2 separate regions of the Mus musculus genome follow, and region 1 is linked to region 2. The links are chromatin contacts, called in public promoter capture Hi-C maps. All regions are on one chromosome and are shown on one strand. Each heading gives the region's core, a stretch centred on a gene start, on an enhancer-like site or on the middle of the called end of the contact. The rest is flanking DNA. Distances are from core to core; before and after follow the strand shown.

Region 1 (6,115 bases), core at 3,440-5,939, 7.0 Mb after region 2:
ACCAGAAGTCAAAGGTCCTGATACAGCCATAAAAGACTCTCTGATCCTTTATAGCCATCTTGCTCAGCTCAGAAAGAAGGACATCTCACAGGGTCACAAAGACCCAGGTGTGGAGCTAAAAACTGCACCTGCCGGGTTGATACCCGCTATGAACAGTTGCCAAAGTAACTTTCCTGGTCATGCCTTCTTGGTTGTATGCTCCCATGGTCACACCTGTCCACATATGGCCTTTTGGCACCAAATGCCCAAGACCACACCTTGGCAGGCTACCAGCATCTACATTTCTGTCTCACAAAAAAAAAAAAAAAAAAAAATCACTAGAAAGAGTCAACATACCTATAATTTGTTTGTTTTTCAAGACAGGGTTTCTCTGTGTATCCCTGGCTGTCCTGGAACTCACTCTGTAGACCAGGCTGACCTCAAACTCAGAAATTCACCTGCCTCTGCCTCCCAAGTGCTGGGATTAGAGGCATGTGCCACCATGCCTGGCAACATACCTATAATTAATTATAAGTATAATCTCAGCACATGGGAGGCTAAGGCAGGAGGATTGCCAAGAGTGCAAACTAGTCTGGGCTGCACATAGTTTGTCCAAAAAAAAAAAAAAACAAAGTAAGAAAGCCCAATAAAAACTTATATCCAGGGGAGTGGTAGAGCGCTTGCCTAGCAAGTGCAAGGCCCTGGGTTCGGTCCTCAGCTCTGGAAACAAACAAACAAACAAACAAACAAACCCTTATATCCACCCGGGCAGTGGTGGCGAACACCTTTAATCCCAGCACTTGGGAGGCAGAGGCAGGCAGATTTCTGAGTTCGAGGCCAGCCTGGTCTACAGAGTGAGTTCCAGGACAGCCAGCGCTACTCAGAGAAACCCTGTCTCGAAAAACTCCAAGGTTCCATGCCAGGAACTCCACAAATTCAAAATTCAAATTCTCAAAACTCCCAGAATTCCAGCTAGAGATGGCTTCTCCCCTTCTCAGGGATCCTGGGAGAGGGGCTGCCTGCTTCCTTAAGCCCTTACTTCAGGTGTGGATATTCACTGTTGCAGAGGATGCAGGTAAGAGTAGACTGGACAGGGTATCTCAGCACAGAGGAGCTGGAGGAGGGCAGGCAGCACTAGTATGTCACAGAAGAGGTGATGCTGAACAGAGCCAATAGCAATACACAGGACAGTGGGGGAACGGGAAGGCAGGCTGTATGTTGTATAGAGTCTGGCAGGTAGCCTTGTGTGTGTGTGTGTGTGGGGGGGAGCTGCAGGGAATTGATAGGAGCTGTAGATGGACAGCAGCTGGTAGAGAGAGGGCCTCTAGAAGGCAGGCAAACAGGACCACGAGTGGAGACCACCAAACAGCTCCTGCAAAATGGGCAAAGTCCTTTCTTGTTGGTCCAATCATAGGACCACCTTTCTGTGACTGTGACTGGCTGCTCCAGGGCTCACACCTGCCATCTGGTGTCCTTCCCACCCTCATGTGTGATGTCTCTTGGAGAACAGTAGTCCTTTCCTGTTCTCCCCAAAAGCCAGAACAAGGCAACATACTGGACCACTGGAGCAGACAGACATGTACTCACGTTGGCCTTCTGCTTCTCAGCCTGTAGCTGGGCATCGATCTCCTCCGGGCTCGTATACTGCCTCACTCGGCCTTTGTGGCCTCCCTTTCTACCTGCACAAAGATCAGTAGTTTAGGAAGGTGAGAGAGACGTCAGCCTTCACTACACAGACTCCCAAAAGGCTGTCCTGTTCAGCCCAAGGGAACCTCACCTACCTTCACCAAGTACCACCCAAACCTACAGTGATCTCAAAGAACAAAAGCAGCGGCTTATGACACCCGATGCACAGACTGCCCGATGTAGGTTCCTAAGAACAAGACCTAAGGTGAGGAGAGGGAGATACAGTCTGACTGAATCCTGTTTGCTTAAAATCCAAACACAGCTGGGCATCTTTAATTCCAGCATTTGAGACCACAGAGGCTGGCAAGCTATGGATCTCTTGAGTTCCAGGCCAGCCTGGTCTACATATGGAGTAGTGTTCTAAAGAGCAAAGGTACAGCACAAGAGCCACTGCTGGCTTTGTACCACAGACGAGGAGACTTAACGTCAAACAATGTGTAAAAGAGGAAGAATTCGGGAGTCTAAAGCTCTAGGTTCCAATCTGAGTTGTACCATTTCCTACATCTGTGTCTCTGTGTGTGCCTTCCCAGAGCCTCCTTTTCCCCAGTTTCCTTTTCCCCACAAGGCTGCCATGGAAGTAGGGTGGACACCATTGGTAAAGCAACCAGAATGGTGCCTGGCATTGGAGGAGCAACACACAGCGTCTGTTAACCTGTTAATGCTAACACACTGGCTGGCAGTAAAACCTAAGTCAGCATGGCTCCTGAGCACACAACTGCCAGTGGCAGCAGGAGAATGACATACTCCATGCTTATCTTGGTGCTACATCGACCAACAGAAACTCTGTATTCAGAATTAAACTAGCAAATAGAGCTGGAGAAACGGCTCAGCAGTTAGGAACGTTTGCTGTTCTTTCATATAGCCCTAGTTGGTTCCCAGCACCTACAGGGCAGCTCAGAATCACTCCAGTTCCTGGGTGATCTAAAGCCCTCTCCCGACCTCTGTGGGCTCTGCACGCATGGTACACTTGTACACACATGGACAAAAAAACAAAACACACATACAAATCTCACATAAAACAACTAAACTGGCAAAATTAAAGATAGACTGACTCAACAGCAGTCTAACACTGATCAGGACTGTCAGAGACAATTCAGCTACGAGGATCAGTGCCATACCCTCATGTGCTAGCCGGACGACTAGACCAATCCCTGCTAAAGCTAGTCTCACAGCTGGGTTGCAAGCCTTTGGCATCTCGATGCAGGTGTGACTGTGGCCTCTATTGCCAAACAGGCCCTTTCTTGATTTCTGCAGACCCCTTGCTATGAGTAGAGAATCTATGATTAGACAGCTAGAACTGTTGCAAGCTCCGGAGACCACTGCAGAGACACAGTGACTTCCTAGACAGCAGCTGCAGAGCTGTAATTGAGCTGCCAACAGCCTACACCGCCCATTTTTAATGACAACCTGAGTTCCCAGGGGTGTATCTAGGTATGCTCATGAAAGGCCTATTGTGAGATACCAAGCTTTACCATTAAAAACAAACAAAACAAAAAACCAACCAACCAACCAGCCAAACAAACAAAAAAAGCAACACCCTTTCGTGATCTTAGTTTGTTTGTTTTACTGAGGCTCTTTCAAGATGCTTTAAAAAAATAATTCACAGTATACTGAAAACAGAATTGGTCCTTTGCTCCTGGGGGATTTTTTAAAATAGTTTTTAATCACTGTTTTCTCATGTTAGCCCAAGCAAGGAAACAAGCTTTGTTTATCTGCCTGCAAAGCTTCCCAGAAATCAAGACTAAGTCCATTAGCCATGATTTCATATTCAAGACTGCCGAACTGTAATTCTCAACCTTGGAGTCAGGAGCTGAAAAAAGTTCCTTTGCCTTTTAAAGATGAGACTGTGAAACAAAGACAGTGCTCCTCTAGACGCAGGATAAATCAGCAGAGAACTAGATTTAGACACACTTGGCCCTGTAGAGCCTAATATCTGAATATTGACAGGAAGCAATTTAAGCTTGAAAATCTCCAGGCAGATGTTCCTGTGGGCTCACTGCATTAACTGGCTTAACACGTGAGCTGCCAACATTTACTGAACATCTGTTCTGTGCTGGGAGCTAGCCAGGCCCTTAGAGCGATTTATTCTGCCACCGTAACTCCTGTCCGCCTGTCTCCTACTCATCCAACTAAGCCTTATTAATACCCCTGTAGTTCAGATGAAGAAAACGAACTGGAAAAGTTTTGTTTGAGGCCACAGACTTAAGATGTGATATATCTGGTATTCAAACCCCTGATTCTAAGGGGTGAAACCAATGTACGATGGGAAACACTTGTTTTCTTGGTCTCTACACACAGTAATAGCTGAACATTTAGGGGCTGCGGGGCACTGGGCTGAGTACGTGGGCTACCTAGTTTATGCCTCTCTCATAACAGGAGGAAAATATAATCAATGTCCCCCACCCCAACCCCCTTTTTGGAAACGACAAAACCGGGACACAAAGAAGTTAGGCGACTGGCTCAGAAGCACATCCTTAGTGGCTACGGTGCAAGGAGAGAATCAGAGCCAGGTCCCACATCATCAAGTCAAGGTCTTATTATGAGGCAGGCGTGGCTCCTCAAAAGCTCCACAAAAGCCACATTTTATGCTCGAGGCAGCCAGGCACCGCACCAGCGCGGGACGCGGTGACTCAGTCTCCGGCCAGCCAAATGGGAGGACAAACTTCAGATGCTCCGGAGGCTTGGCCGAGACTCCTGGGTCCTGCTCTCCTCAAGGACAAGGACCCAGCACCCGTGAGTCTCCTCAAAAATCCCCGACGGAGAGGCCCTCAACCACTGTGGTCCTCGGCTTCCCAGGCAGGACAATTGAGCGTCGAGGCCCACGCATGGCTGGGAGGCGACGGGGATGGCCTCCTTCAGCGCGGATCTCTTAGAGGCCCCAGACCCGCGGGCTGAGGGGTCCGCGGCAGCCCGCCTACGGCCGCCACTAGAGAAGCCACGCGAACCACGCGCGCCCACCCCCTCACCTCCTTTAGGCATCTCGGCTCCGGCGGCTGCAGCGGCGGCGGCGGCGCCTCGAACTGACACCGGAACCGGAAACTCCTTGGAATCGACTTCTTCCGCCCGGCTTGGTTCCCTCTCCGCGCGCCACTGACGCCGCCACCGCCGCCACGGCTGCGAGGATCTGGGACCTCACACCGAGGCCGGGCTGTCTTGGGAGGTGCCTGAATTCCTGACCAGAATATGTACTGCCAGGAATCCGCGTTCCCCGGTGTCCCTGTCCGAGGAGACACGTAGCCGTGTGGGCCACCCCTACAGGAAGTGAGAGGAAAAGGGCCGTACGGTTTACGGAATTCTACAAAGGCAGCGCCAGGGACACCTAAGATGACGCAATCTCCGCGCGAGGTGGGCGGGGCCCCGCGAGGGCCTTATTCTGAAGAGTTTGTCGCCGGAGCGGAAGCCGTCAATAAAGAAGCAGCGGCCTTAGGTGCTTGAGTTTCCGGTGAGTGTTTCTCTGCTCGGTTCTCGAGTACCGTATCTTTGGCAATGGTTACGGGCAGGAGAGCTGTGTGAGCTGCTTATGCGGCAGAGGCTGGAGTCTCCGATGACTTGCACAGGGGATGGTAAACTTGGGGCTCGCTCTTTCTCTCTCTGCGTGTGTGTTTTTTTCCCACGTCGTTTTCTCTTCCGGGACCGTTTTCTGTCTAAACACCGCTTTTTTTCTCAGATGCTGCTCTTGAGTTTTCTGCCACTGTCCCTTCCGTAACTTCGCTCTTGTTCACCCCTTTTCCCGCTCTTCTACGTCTGTAAACAGCCCAACACAACACCTCTTTCCTCCTGATCCGATCGCCTCTTCGTTTTACCTCTCCCCGGCCCCGAGAGCCTCTCGGGTTGAGTCCTCCTAGGTCAGGAGAAAGTGATTCTCTAATCAGGCTGTGCGCCCTGGGAAGGGCTCAGAGTCAATCTATCTTTTAACGTAAGCGCTGGAAAAACCAGAGCAAAGACCACTGATGGGGAAGTCAGGAGCCTCTAATCTGTTAGACTCACTGGTTGTCAGCAATGTGACCCTGAGTCCACGTCTTAAGAGTTTTATTCTTAATTTATTAAATTGTTAAGAAGGGGTGTGGGAATAGGGGATTGTAAAGTGTCAGTCACCATACAGTGGATGGGACTAAAGACAGTTTTGAGCAGATGAGTCTGTTATGCTGATAGGTTACTCTTTGCCAGCTAGAAAGCTTTATGCAATCGGAAGAAGAAGAAAACAGCGTTTCTATTTAGATTTTGACTGGCCTGCTTTGTTGTTCTAAAAAGAGAGATTTTTGGCGGCTATTTAACGTGTGTAATCTACTGCTTTTATTCTACAGATGAGACAGAAGACTGCAGAAGAAAAGTGATCTCCCCCAGAGTCACAGAATAGTTGGTAAATCTGGACAAGAACACAGCTTTGTAACTGTGAAGACCAAGAATTTTTTTTATATTACTCTCAATACCCAAAGGTATTGTGCATTCC
Region 2 (5,492 bases), core at 1,228-3,727:
ATCCCAGTACTAGGGAGGTGGGCAGGAGGATCAGTTCAAAGCCAACCTATGTTATAAGAAACTTTGCCTTGGGACTCAAGGGATGGGTGTCTCAGTGGTTAAGAATACTTGGTGCCCTTCCTGGAGACCCAGGTTCAATTCCTAGCACCTACATTGCAACTTACAACATCTGGAAAAAACAACAAACAACAACAACAAAAAGGTTATGCAAAAGGACTGGAGACATGGCTCAGTGGTTTAGAGTACTGGCTGTACTTCCAGAGGAACAAAGTTTCATTCCCAGCAACCACATGATATCCTCGTCTGGCCTCTCAGGCACCAGGCACAGCATGCAAGTGGTGGACAGACATACATGCAGGCAATTCACCTATACATTTAAAATTTTAAAAAATAAATAAATTTTTAAAAAAGTATACCGTTAAAATATTTTGCTGGGTGGTAGTGCTGCACACCTTTAACCTCAGCACTCGGGAGGCAGAGGCAGGCAGTAAGTTGGAGGCCACCCTGGTCTACAGAGGTTCCAGGACAGCCAGGGCTACAGAGAAAAATTGTCTTGAAACAACAACAAAAAAGGTGAACCACTTGGCATAGGTGGCACAGGCCTGAAATTCTATCACCTACGAGGCTGAGACAGGATGGTGCCAACTTAGTCTCTACCTCAGAGAAACAGGCATGCACACACACAGCTTAAAAGCTGGGCATGATGATGCACGCCTTCGATCCCAGCACTTAGGCAGAGAAGTAGACAGATCAGAGTTTAAAGCCTGCCTAGTGTGCATAGAGAGTTCAAGGACAGCCAGGGCTACGGGGAGAGAGAGCTGTCTCGAAAACAACAAACTACAGAGTAAAACCATCCAGGTGTGGGCAGGGCCTTTCTCTTGCCCTGTTGATTTGGGGTTTTTTTTGGTTTTTTGGAGACAGGGTTTCTCTGTATAGCCCTGGCCGTCCTGGAACTCACTTTGTAGACCAGGATGGCCTCGAACTCAGAAATCTGCCTGCCTCTGCCTCCCGAGTGCTGGGATTAAAGACCACCTGGCTGTAAGCACAGGTCAAGAGAGGCTTCGCCTCCTGGATCCTTTCCTCTTTCTTTGGAGTAACTCACTATAGGATTAAGGTAGCGATGACTGGAAACTTAGCACCTTTTGTGCAGTTCTGAGGTTTTTGTTTGTTTGGTTTGGTCTTTCTTTATTGGGTAAGAATCAGGCTATAGCCCAGACTAGCTTGGAATTCACTGTATAGGACAAGTTGGCCTTGCTTCATTTGCCTCTGTGCTGGGATTAGATGTGAGCAAGCCAATTTGGCTAATTCCTGGAAATTCACATTAGGTCATTGTTTCTCAAACTTGTAGGTCGTGACCCCTTTGAAAGTTGAATGACTCTTTCACAGGGGTTACCTAAGACTATTGGAAAACACAGATATTTACATTACTGTTCTTATCAGTAGCAAAAAAAATACGGTTATGAAGTAGTGACAATAATAACTTTACGGTTGGGGGTCATCACATGAGAAACTGCATTAAAAGGTCATAGCATGAGGAAGGTTGAGAATTTCTGTTTTAGGTTCTACCAGTTCTGTATGATTAAGGGGTCAAAATGGGGAAATCGGGTTCAGTTTATGTCTAATATAGGTACTTAAGAAGTACGGAGGGTAAAGGAATGTGCTAGGAACTACCAGCAAAGACCATCACATACTGTCTTTTCAGTACACCCTAAGAGAGCTGAAATGGACTAAGGTTCTCTGTGTTCAACTAGGTTCTCAATGTTTTAGCCAGCTAATGCACTGGACATACTCGGCCACTTCTGCAGGGAGCCGGCCCCAGCATGTCCACGAAAAGGTATCAGTCAGTAAGCTTAAAAAAAAAAACAAAAAACAAAACAAAAAAACCCTATTCATAGCCATAGGACATGAGATCTTGGTGAGGTTACGGAGGACCCGAGTTCGCACCTCCTCCCAAGCCCTAGTTCTCACTGCGACCCAGAACTACTGTCTGGTTTTCCGATCCAATTAAGGAAAAACTTCCTTCTCCTGCCCTCACACAGAAATCGGTGTGCTGAGAGTACCAAGTTAGGGTGGCAATCTGTCATCAGTTGTTTTAAAGAGAGGGAGACCTCCGTAGCGACGCTAGGAATTTTAAACACTGGGGCTGGGGACGGTAAGAGACACAAAAGCAGACCCGGAGTCCCATTACGCGACACCCGGGATCACGCTGCGCGCCTGCAGCTAGGGTTGCGGAGCTGGACAGCGACTGCAGGAGGAAGGTGGGCCCAGAACCCCGGCGGGCCGCGGACGTGTGAACACCAACCCCCTTCCCCGGAGACCACAACTTCCACCTCACCGCGAGTCCGGGAGATGGCCCCACTCACCCTGGGGACAGGGACGTAAGACTTAGGGGGCCGGACACGAAACAGGTCCTGTTGGACCCTGTTACAGACCCACACAACGGAGAACAGAACAAAGAACGGAAACTGCCCCTCCCCATATCGTTTCCGGGTCGTCCTTTCTCACCACCCAGGACAACAAATGCCCACTTGCTCTCTCTAGGAAAATGGGAGGTCTTCATCTCTCGATGGTACGCTGATGGTGCTGTTCTCGATGGTGCTGGGAAACAAGGGCACCAGACTGCGCCACTTGCTGGCCAGGTTGGGAAGGGACGATGCGTAAGCTGAAGAAGTTGGAGGTCCAGGAAATTCAGGGCACAAGTTCTAGTGGCTCTGAGAGAGAGAGTACACCATCACCTCCATAGCAAGAGAGAGAGTACACCATCACCTCCATAGCAAATATATGAAACTTGAAGAATCCTTTAATATAAATGTGCACCATTGGCTGGTCGTGATGGCGCACGCCTTTAATCCCAGCGCTGGGGAAGCACAGTCAGGCAGATCTCTGTGAGGCCAGCCTGGCCTATGATACAAAACAAAACAAACAAACAAAAAAATAAATAAATAAAAGTGCACCATGGGTTTTGGTTTTTGTTTTGTTTTTCTGGTTTTTTTTTTTTTAAGATTTATTTTATTTATTATATGTAAGTACACTGTAGCTGTCTTCAGATACCAGAAGAGGGAGTCAGGTCTTGTTACAGATGGTTTTGAGCCACCATGTGGTTGCTGGGATTTGAACACAGGACCTCCGGAAGAGCAGTCAGTGCTCTTAACCACTGAGCCATGTCTCCAGCCCCCGTTTTTGTTTTTTTTTTTTTTTTGTTTTTTTGTTTTTTTTTTTTTACTCATCAATTTTTCTTTAATTATTTTGAACATTCTCACTAATTAAGAAAATATTTTATTTCAAAACTTCTTATAGTAGAAAAAAGGATTACCTTTTTAACATGATTTCTCCACTGCTTGATAAGTATAATAGTTATATTTTTAAAATTTGGAATTTATGTTGGTGCTAATGATATTATATCCAAAATAGCACCATGGGTTTTTTTTTAAAGCACTCAGCACTCAGTTTTTAAAAGATTTATTTTAACCAGGCAGTGGTGGTGCACGCCTTTAATCCCAGCACTTGGGAGACAGAGGCAGGTAGATTTCTGAGTTCGAGGCCAGGCTGGTCACAGAGTGAGTTCCAGACAGCCAGGGCTACATAGAGAAACCCTGTCTCAAAAAAAGCAAGACAAAAAATTATTTTAATAGATTTAATATTTATTTGAAGATTTAGTATTTTAATGAGTGTTTTTCTCCTGCATACACACACACATACACACACACCTGATTCAGATATAGGTCAGATGAAGCCATCACATCTTCTGGAACTGGAGTTACGGTAATGAGTGGCCATATGAGTGCATGGAATCTGGGTCCTCTGGAAGAGCAGCCAGTACTTTTTTTTTTTTTAAAGATTTACTTATTATTATTATTATATCTAAGTACACTGTAGCTGTCTTCAGATGCCCCAGAAGAGGGCGTCAGATCTCATTACAGATGGTTGTGAGCCACCATGTGGTTGCTGGGATTTGAACTCAGGATCTTCGAAAGAGCAGTCAGTGCTCTTAACCACTGAGCCATCTCTCCAGCCCACAGCTTTGCTTTTAGATTGCTTGACTAGCCTGGCTGAAGCCCTGGGTCCCCATCCCCAATGGTGCATAAACCAGACAATATGGTACAGTACTGTATTCCTAGCATTTGGGAGGTGGTGGCAGGAAGATCAAGGACTCAAGTTCGTTCTTCAGTACATACTGAGTTCAAAGCCAGCTTGGGCTACATGAGACACATAAGTGATTCTGCACTTACGAGCCTGACGTGGGGTACACATCTGTAATTGCAGTACTTTAGAGCCTGAAACAGAAAGATAGTCAAAAGTTTGAGGCCAGCCTCAATTGCACACTAAAACTCGGTCTCAAAACAAATGATAATAATTAACAAACACATATTTAAAATGAGCTTCCTATAAAGGCTCACATTTGGGGTTCAAGAGGTACCCTGAGACATATTGTGGTTTGGGGGTAAACAATTTATTTTAAGCATTATTAATGCTACAGAGATTGTGCTGGAAGTTGTGAAGAGATTTCAGGCCGGGAGACTAACAGGAGTAAGGAGTACTATTGCATCTTACAGGTTTTAGAGAGGTAGGTAACCCCATTCCATGTCATGAATGACTAGTCAATAGTACACGATAGAGGCACGCACTCTTATTCCAGGACTGGAGTTCATTTCCCAGTACCCATGTCTGTACACTCACAACCACCTATGACTCTAGCTCCAAGGGAAAGAGGAAAAGTTTGTTTCTTTAGCTAATGCGTGTCTATCATATGAGATGTGCCGCCTGTAACCGCCGATTGCTGGGGTTTGGTGCACCGCCTTAGGGGAAGTGAGGATTGCAGACTGGTCAGAGTTTATTTTTTATTTTTTGCAGAAGCTGTGAGGATGAAGAAAGAGGCTCTGCAAGTCAGTATAGCCTGACTAGTCCTAAGCCCAAGCCTAACATGTTCCAATAGACTCTTTTACTTAGTCAATTAATTAATTAAACAGGGTATCATTCTGAAACTCTAGCTGTCCTCTGACCTATGCTGGGGTATGCACATTATACACACACATACACACACACTTACACACTCAAAATAGAGTAAAAAACAAAGGTGTTCTTCTATACACTATTATTGTTTTGTTTTTCTTTCTTTCATTCGTTTTGTTTGTTTGTTTGTTTGTTTGTTTGTTTGTTTTTCGAGACAGGGTTTCTCTGTGTAGCCCTGGCTGTCCTGGAACTCACTCTGTAGACTAGGCTGGCCTCGAACTCAGAAATCCTCCTGCCTCTGCCTCCCAAGTGCTGGGATTAAAGGTGTGCCCCACCACACCCAGCTTGTTTTGTTTTTCGAGGCAGGGTGTCTTAGTCAGGGTTTCTATTCCTGCACAAACATCATGACCAAGAAGTAAGTTGGGGAGGAAAGGGTTTATTCAGCTTACACTTCCACATTGCTGTTCATCACCAAAGGAGGTCAGGACTGGAACTCAAGCAGGTCAGGAAGCAGGAGCCGATGCAGAGGCCATGGAGGGATG

What was found. Capture Hi-C pulls out chosen DNA fragments and counts their contacts.
Region 1: a contact with region 2 is called in a promoter capture Hi-C map of liver. The contact joins the promoter of Pdap1 here to the promoter of Zfp113 in region 2. A contact is called at or near these places in 1 of 39 promoter capture datasets (cranial neural crest), 1 of 484 Hi-C or Micro-C datasets (CD4 T cells) and 1 of 9 other capture datasets (liver).

Annotation. Positions count from the first base shown.
Region 1 is chr5:145,135,336-145,141,450 of GRCm38.p6, forward strand. It overlaps Pdap1 (PDGFA associated protein 1), which reads right to left and starts at 4,690. Exons shown (of 6, transcript NM_001033313.4): 1 at 4,632-4,690; 2 at 1,567-1,658. The coding sequence starts at 4,644. Bud31 (BUD31 homolog) reads left to right here and starts at 5,041. Exons shown (of 6, transcript NM_001310771.1): 1 at 5,041-5,107; 2 at 5,970-6,101.
Region 2 is chr5:138,153,267-138,158,758 of GRCm38.p6, forward strand. Zfp113 (zinc finger protein 113) reads right to left here and starts at 2,478. Exons shown (of 5, transcript NM_019747.4): 1 at 2,364-2,478.